Regions from separate parts of the Capsicum annuum genome. Here region 2 is linked to region 1. The links are chromatin contacts, called in public Hi-C maps. All regions are on one chromosome and are shown on one strand. Each heading gives the region's core, a stretch centred on a gene start, on an enhancer-like site or on the middle of the called end of the contact. The rest is flanking DNA. Distances are from core to core; before and after follow the strand shown. Region 1 holds the start of LOC107846865 (mitotic spindle checkpoint protein MAD2). Region 2 holds the start of LOC107848589 (putative ABC transporter C family member 15).

What was found. A called contact is a pair of places that touch in the nucleus more often than the background predicts.
Region 2: a contact with region 1 is called in a Hi-C map of leaf, with 2.3 times the contacts expected there. The contact joins the promoter of LOC107848589 here to the promoter of LOC107846865 in region 1. A contact is called at or near these places in 2 of 5 Hi-C or Micro-C datasets (leaf and placenta).

What each region holds. Positions count from the first base shown.
Region 1 is chr11:96,673,738-96,677,143 of UCD10Xv1.1, reverse strand. It overlaps LOC107846865 (mitotic spindle checkpoint protein MAD2), which reads left to right and starts at 1,643. Exons shown (of 6, transcript XM_016691134.2): 1 at 1,643-2,026; 2 at 2,827-2,957; 3 at 3,058-3,178; 4 at 3,399-3,406. The coding sequence starts at 1,938.
Region 2 is chr11:97,044,735-97,048,140 of UCD10Xv1.1, reverse strand. LOC107848589 (putative ABC transporter C family member 15) reads right to left here and starts at 1,700. Exons shown (of 12, transcript XM_016693376.2): 1 at 642-1,700; 2 at 371-477; 3 at 219-369; 4 at 1-216. The coding sequence starts at 1,467.

The DNA of each region.
Region 1 (3,406 bases), core at 394-2,893:
TACCGAATACCAAGCCCACAACTTCTGAAGTTAGCCTTACAAGTCATGACTAGTCAGGAAGCGACCATGCAAAGCACGAGTCCAACAATATAAAATTAGGTAATAGAAATAATTTTTATAAGTATAACCTCAATTTTATTATTAATTGTATCTATAAATGGAAATAATATTTTCATAGTCTAATTTATGTGACACCTTTGAAATTTTGTAATTCAATCAAGTTTTTGTTTATCATAATTTTTTTTATACACCTTTTAAGTATTTTGAATTATTAATTATTGTGACTTGTATTACTTAGCTTTCAAATATGTAGATGCTATTTAAAAAAAAAAATAAAGATGATTTTACGTTCGAATTTCAAGTGAAAATTAAATTGTTTAATTTTTGATATCTGCCACATAAATTAGAACAAATAAAGTATGTTACTTTTTTTTTTTACATTAATTTATATGAGACAGATGAAATCCTGACAGTCAAACAACTTTTTTTAACTATAATTTTCTAATATTATTTGTTAAATTATTAATTATTGTGATTATGTTACTTTTTTTTTTTTTTTACATTAATTTATGTGAGACGGATGAAATCTTGAGAGTCAAACAACTTATTTTAATAGTAATTTTTTAGTTTTTTTTTTAAAATTATTAATTATTGTGATTATGTTACCTTTTTTACATTACTTTATGTGAGATGGATGAAATCTTGAGAGTCAAACAATTTTTTTAACTGTAATTTTCTAATTTATCTTTTAAATTATTCATTATTGTGATTTATAATAATTTTTACATAATTTTTAAATATATAAAATATTTGGAAAAGACTTTTTAATTATTATTATTTTTTTTTTTACAAATAACAATACACAATTATAAAAAATAAAAGATGATGCTATTACAACAAGGGCTCTATTGCATTGAATGAGCGAAACTAATGTGGGTCAATATTTGTGCTTTGCATTAAATAAACAGCAGTATCAGCTGCATCAAACAAATTTGGTAGCCACAAAGGCTCAAACTCACAATGCACTGCATGAAATGTTACACTTTATCCACCAAGCCAAGTGATACTTTTGTGAGGGAAGCACACAACTGAAGCAACCATGTTGACGTTCAGCTGTGTGATATTTCCTCTTATTAGATAGTAATATAACCAAAGTCTTGTCAAGGCTATAAATCTAGTTAAAAGGTCCAAAATTTGGCCTTATTTGAATAATTTCAGGGAGAAAAAATTTGAAATCGATTTTGATAAGTAATATTAAAAACTTCAAACCAAAATATCTAATACAATGCCAACGCCTTCATAAAGCTGCACTTCAAACAAAAATGCCTAAAATCATACGCGAATTTATAACTTTAATCCCGTTGATCTGAACTTTTCATTAAAATGAGTAAACTTTTAATTTTTCGTAACTTTGAATATAAATTAAACTAAAAATTACACAAATATACAACTTATGTTTCTAATATTACAAAAAATTCCAACTCCCTAAATATATTATAAAAATTTCAACATATACACAGAATGTTATATATATTAATAGGGAAAGAGAGTAAAATAATTAAAAAAATAGGAGAGAGTGTAATTACTTTCAAAATGATTGATATTTATGTTATTTATACTAAATTAAATGGTTGGTCCAAAAATGAATATTTGTACCTTTAGCAAAGCAATCACCATTAAAGAGTTGTACCTCATTGGGGCCCAATTTTGCATTAGCCCATCTTTAGTGTGAAGTGGGAGACGGAAAGAAGTGTGACTTGACCGTTGTTACTGTGTCATTTCCCAAAACTAGCCGTTGCTCTCTGCTTTGTTTTTCAATTGTCATAAAAACCCTAACTATATTACTTTCTCCCCCAAACAATCAATCAAACATTCAAACCAATTTGTTAGAAACTTCAAAATCATTTTTCTTTGTTTTTTGAAATCAGATTTAGGATATGGCGTCAAGAACAGCGTCGAAAGACATAATCACGCTTCGTGGTTCAGCCGCAATCGTCAGTGAATATTTCGGTTATGCATCTAATAGGTAACAATTAACAAACCCCATTCTCTCTTATCTCTTTTTAATTTTATTCTGATTATAGAGACTTGCACGTTCCTGGTGTAGATAAATTTTTGTTTTAGAAAACCCTTAATTTGCCTTGAATTCTAATGGAATTGGATTGAAACAAATTGCATCATTTTGCTTAATGATCTTTGACAATCTTTCGTTTCAGAAAACCCTTAGTTTGATTTGAAGGATAAACTATTTAATCTGCATTGGAATAAAAGGGGCTACAATTGAGCGGATGGATTTATCTGATAGACACCAACTATTGGGCGTTGAACAGATTACATTGGGTATAGTCGATTCATCAGGGATTAATTTCATAGAACTCGAGGCATTGTTGATTGTTTGATTGAATAAAATGCTCTGTGTTCTTCCTTTAGTTTTTCTTTTCAGAATGCTGAAATTGTTTGGGTGTGTTTGAATATTGGGTGTGGGGTGGGTGTGGGGGGTGGGGACTTTGATAATCTTTAGTTTCAGAAAACCTTTCTAGTAAGACGCCATTTTAGGATTTCATTTCCTAGTATCATGACCAAACTGAACTTAGTTTGACTTGAAAGATAGACTATTTATCTGCATTGGAATAAACCGGGCTACAATAGAGCAGATTGATATAATCAATTTATCTGACAGACCTCTCAACCATTGGGCATTGTTGATTGATTAATTGATTTTAACACAATGCTATGTGTTGTGTGTTTTGTTCTTTAATGATTTTGCCTGAATGCTGATTTTGTTTTTTCTTTTATTTGGGTGTGGGGGTTATGTTATATTTACAGCATTTTGTACAACAGAGGAGTATATCCTGAAGAAAGTTTTAAAAAAGTGAAGAAATATGGACTCACAATGTTGCTTACTGAAGATGAAGGTGTCAAGACCTTCATTTCCAACTTGACTGCCCAACTCGCCGGTAAGTTTTAGAATTTTATCAGAGTTGTTGGTTGATTCGGATCATCATTTGGTAGGGAAATGAAATGGTTGTTTTCTTTATGATTGTGTTGTTCATGTAGAGTGGTTGGAAACTGGAAAGCTACAAAGGGTGGTTCTTGTGATCATGAGCAAGGCCTCCGGTGAGGTATTAGAGAGGTGGAATTTCAGTATCGAAACTGATAGCGAGGTTGTTGAGAAAGGGTAAGTTGACTATCATTTTTCTGGTCACTGGTAAATTTTGTGGATTGAAGAAAGTGTGTGTTGGAAATTTTTATATGGCAGAAGAAAATATAAAGAATTTCTAGTTTCTTTTATGAGCTTAAATGAGTGAAGAAACAAATGCTTGAACCCAGCTTGATTGATAACGTGTATGTTGGATTGCTCATTAATTAATTAGCTAAATCTTTATTTGGCTTTCCAGCGTTTCAA
Region 2 (3,406 bases), core at 451-2,950, 370 kb before region 1:
AGTGGAGCTGTTCTTGCATACTGGCAAGCGGTGTGTTGCTCACCATCACAAATATAGTGGAAAGAAGAGCAGCAGCAGAGGGAGCAGCGCCTAAGTTCCTGTATAAGATAAGCAGGGCAATTATAACCTGAACAGGAAGCAACCAAACTCCATGAATATACCAGCAGAAGTCCCCAATTCTCTCAACATCAATATTGACGAGGTTTATGATCTTTCGTCTTTTGTACCGCCACACTTTATGGACAATGTTCTTTTATATATCAATGCCATCAGAGCTGCTCTGACTCGAACGCCAATCCGGTGAGCTCCAAAGTACCATTGCCTTTGGGACAGCGACTCTATTGTTTTGGCAAAGAAGAAGATGAAGGCTTAAGATCATTCCTTCTTGCCAGTTAGACTCATCTTTCTTTTCAGATAAAAAATTCACAAAGCTTGTTATTAGCGAAGGACCAGTATAGGATGCAATTGTATTGACTCCTATAAAACAAGAAAAACAATAAACAGAAGCATGTAATTAGTTTGCTAAGCATATTCGAGACGTGGATCAGACACCACCGTTAACAAAAAAGTTTGCTATGCATTGATTGTTTGCTATGCATTAGTGTTTAAACTTAATAGTCCTGAAGAAAATCAAGAATTACCTGCAAAAACTGCATTATAGGCAAGTGATCTCCTAATCATATGTAGTATGCCATCTGGGAGGGACAAAGTAGAAGCTTTCTTTTTCCAAAGCGCATCTTCCAACAAAGAAGAAGCTTCATTAGAGGTCTCAGAGTGAGGAATTGAAGGTATGTGCTCTACTCTCAGCTTTTCCTCATGGCCTGTCTTGAATAGTGGATTAAGCCACCTGAATGTGATTTGGCTCCAAATACCAGCATTAGAAAATGCATCATCGTGTTTTAAAACACGTTTATTTACCTCTTTGTTAAGGAATGGCTGTTCAGTTTCACTGTGTTTCTTGGGAGAAAAAGCTGGCAAGGCATTGAAACATAGGAGAATTGACAGTGGTAGGGAAACAAAATCAATTATATTTGGCTTGGGCAGAAAATGTGGGGCTTTTGTAAATATATTAGTACAGTGGTTGAAAAGATGAAGAGAGACTCTAATTATATCAAAAATACTTGAAAAGACCCACCATATGATGAGTAATAATGGCCACCTTTTCTCTCTGTTTGATGAGTAGGCTGCAACTAAACTAGCTAGACTCCATGTCATGACACAAGAAATAGACTCTTCAAACACAAAAGTTCTCAACTTCCAGAATTCATGGAGACAAAATCCCAAGTAAGAAATGGCTATTGAGAAATTCACTAAAATTGTAATCTTAGTGAAAAGTGTGGATTTTCTTCTCTCTCTTGTTTCTGCAAAACCCTCTTCTCCTCCATTATTCTTGAAAAAATCTACCAAGAAACATATGAGTAAAAACAAGAAAAATGCCATATTGATTAGCGTCAGAGTGATGTCCATCTTGGTTGAGACTTGAGACTAAAACTCAAGAAAATCCCACTGTATATTCAACTCAGCCCTTAAAACCTGCTACTCTATCGAAAAGAACCTTGGAGCACAAAATGCAAGAATTAATTTATTTAAAAAGTTATGCCAAAAGAACCGAAACAATGTATGCTAGAAAAGTACAAATACATATCCATACAGAGTCATATAAAATACTTATGTCTATGCAAATAGAGATGGAAAACCAGACCAGACCGATCAAAGGTAGAATCCGGAACCAAAATATGTCCTACAACTAAAAAATAAAGTATCAATATATGCCATATATATATAAAAAAAAAAAAAAAAAAGCACCAAAATAGATTTTATGCACTTAATAAGTGCACAATACCTTTAACTTTACTTTGTAACGAAAAATTTCTAACGATGTTAAAAAAGTTAAAGTTTACATTGTACACTTAATAAGTGCACAATTCATTCTTTTAAAAATAGATTGTGCACTTATTAAGTGCACAGTCCATAAAAAAAATAAATTGTGCACTTATTAAGTGCACAGTCCATAAAAAAATGAATTGTGCACTTATTAAGTGCATAATGTAAACTTTAATTTTTTTAATACCATCACATATTTTTCGTTACAAAGTTAAAAGCATTATACATTTATTAAGTGCACAAAACCTAATTTAATATTTTTTTATATGACATACATTGTCACTTTTTTTTTTTTTTTAGGTATAGGGCATACATTGGTACATTATGAAGAAGGAAGCACGTGCCCCTTTAAAAATTTGGTGGAATGATGATGAAGAGGAATCAAATATAATGGCGAGTGGAATTATGGATAGAAAAATCTATTTATGCAATGTCTATATAATACTGTCATAATTATTACTCCCTTCATCCCTATTATTGGGGTATGACACATTGTTTTAAAAAAAAATTAAGGATATAGGTTACTTTTTATTATTATTTATTTAATTATTTTTAAATTATTTCCCTAAAAGTGTAAATTATTTAAAAATCTCATTAAATGAAATAGTAAATATGTGAAAAGAAGTTTCAACAATTCTTTTGGAGTTTGAAAATTTTACTTATTTTAAATTTATAAGAAAATCCCAACAATTCACTTGGTAGTTTATTTCGTCAACTTATAAAAATCAGTTTACTTTCAGATGTGGATTTAAAAAAATATATTAGTAATGAACAGTTTATTTTTGACTAATAGATTTAGAAAAATATTTTTAAACAGCAATTAGTATTTAGTCAAACTTTTAAAAATATTTTTAAGTGTATTTTTCTCAAAAATACTTTTGAAGAGAAGCTATTTTTTTAACTTACAGCTTCTGCTACTTTTCACAAATACTTATTTTCTTCTAAAATCTTAACCAAACACTTCAATTTTTTAAAATAAATATTTTTGATTTAAAATAAATATTTTTGAAAAAAAGCTGACCAAATGGGCTACTCCTATTTGGTCAAAAAGCTCAAAAAAAGGGGATGGTATTAGTAAAAGATTACAGTGCAATCACATCAGTAGATTCTTTAAAGAATCTGTCCAAAAATTTTGTGCTTTCCAAATGAGTCAGCCAAATTCTCCGCTGACTTATGTCTTCATGCGTATGACTATTAACATTTAAAAAAAAAAATTGTACATTTTTAAAAGAATTATACATCTTAAAAAATCATCTCGTACAGCAATATTATCTGTCTAGGTTTTGGAGAATGTTTAATTTCATGTTAGTGTATCTATACCTCAGTTTCAAAGTTAAAATCTACTTCCTTCATTTCAAAATAAATAAATTATTGAGTTATTTTTTAATATTCAAAATAAATAAATTATTCATTTTTTAAGAGACATGTTGAAATATTTTTCCTATTTTACCCTTTCATTAAATGAGGTTCTTAAATACTTCTTTAAAAACAATTAAAAGGGTAATAGTGAAAAGTAACCTAC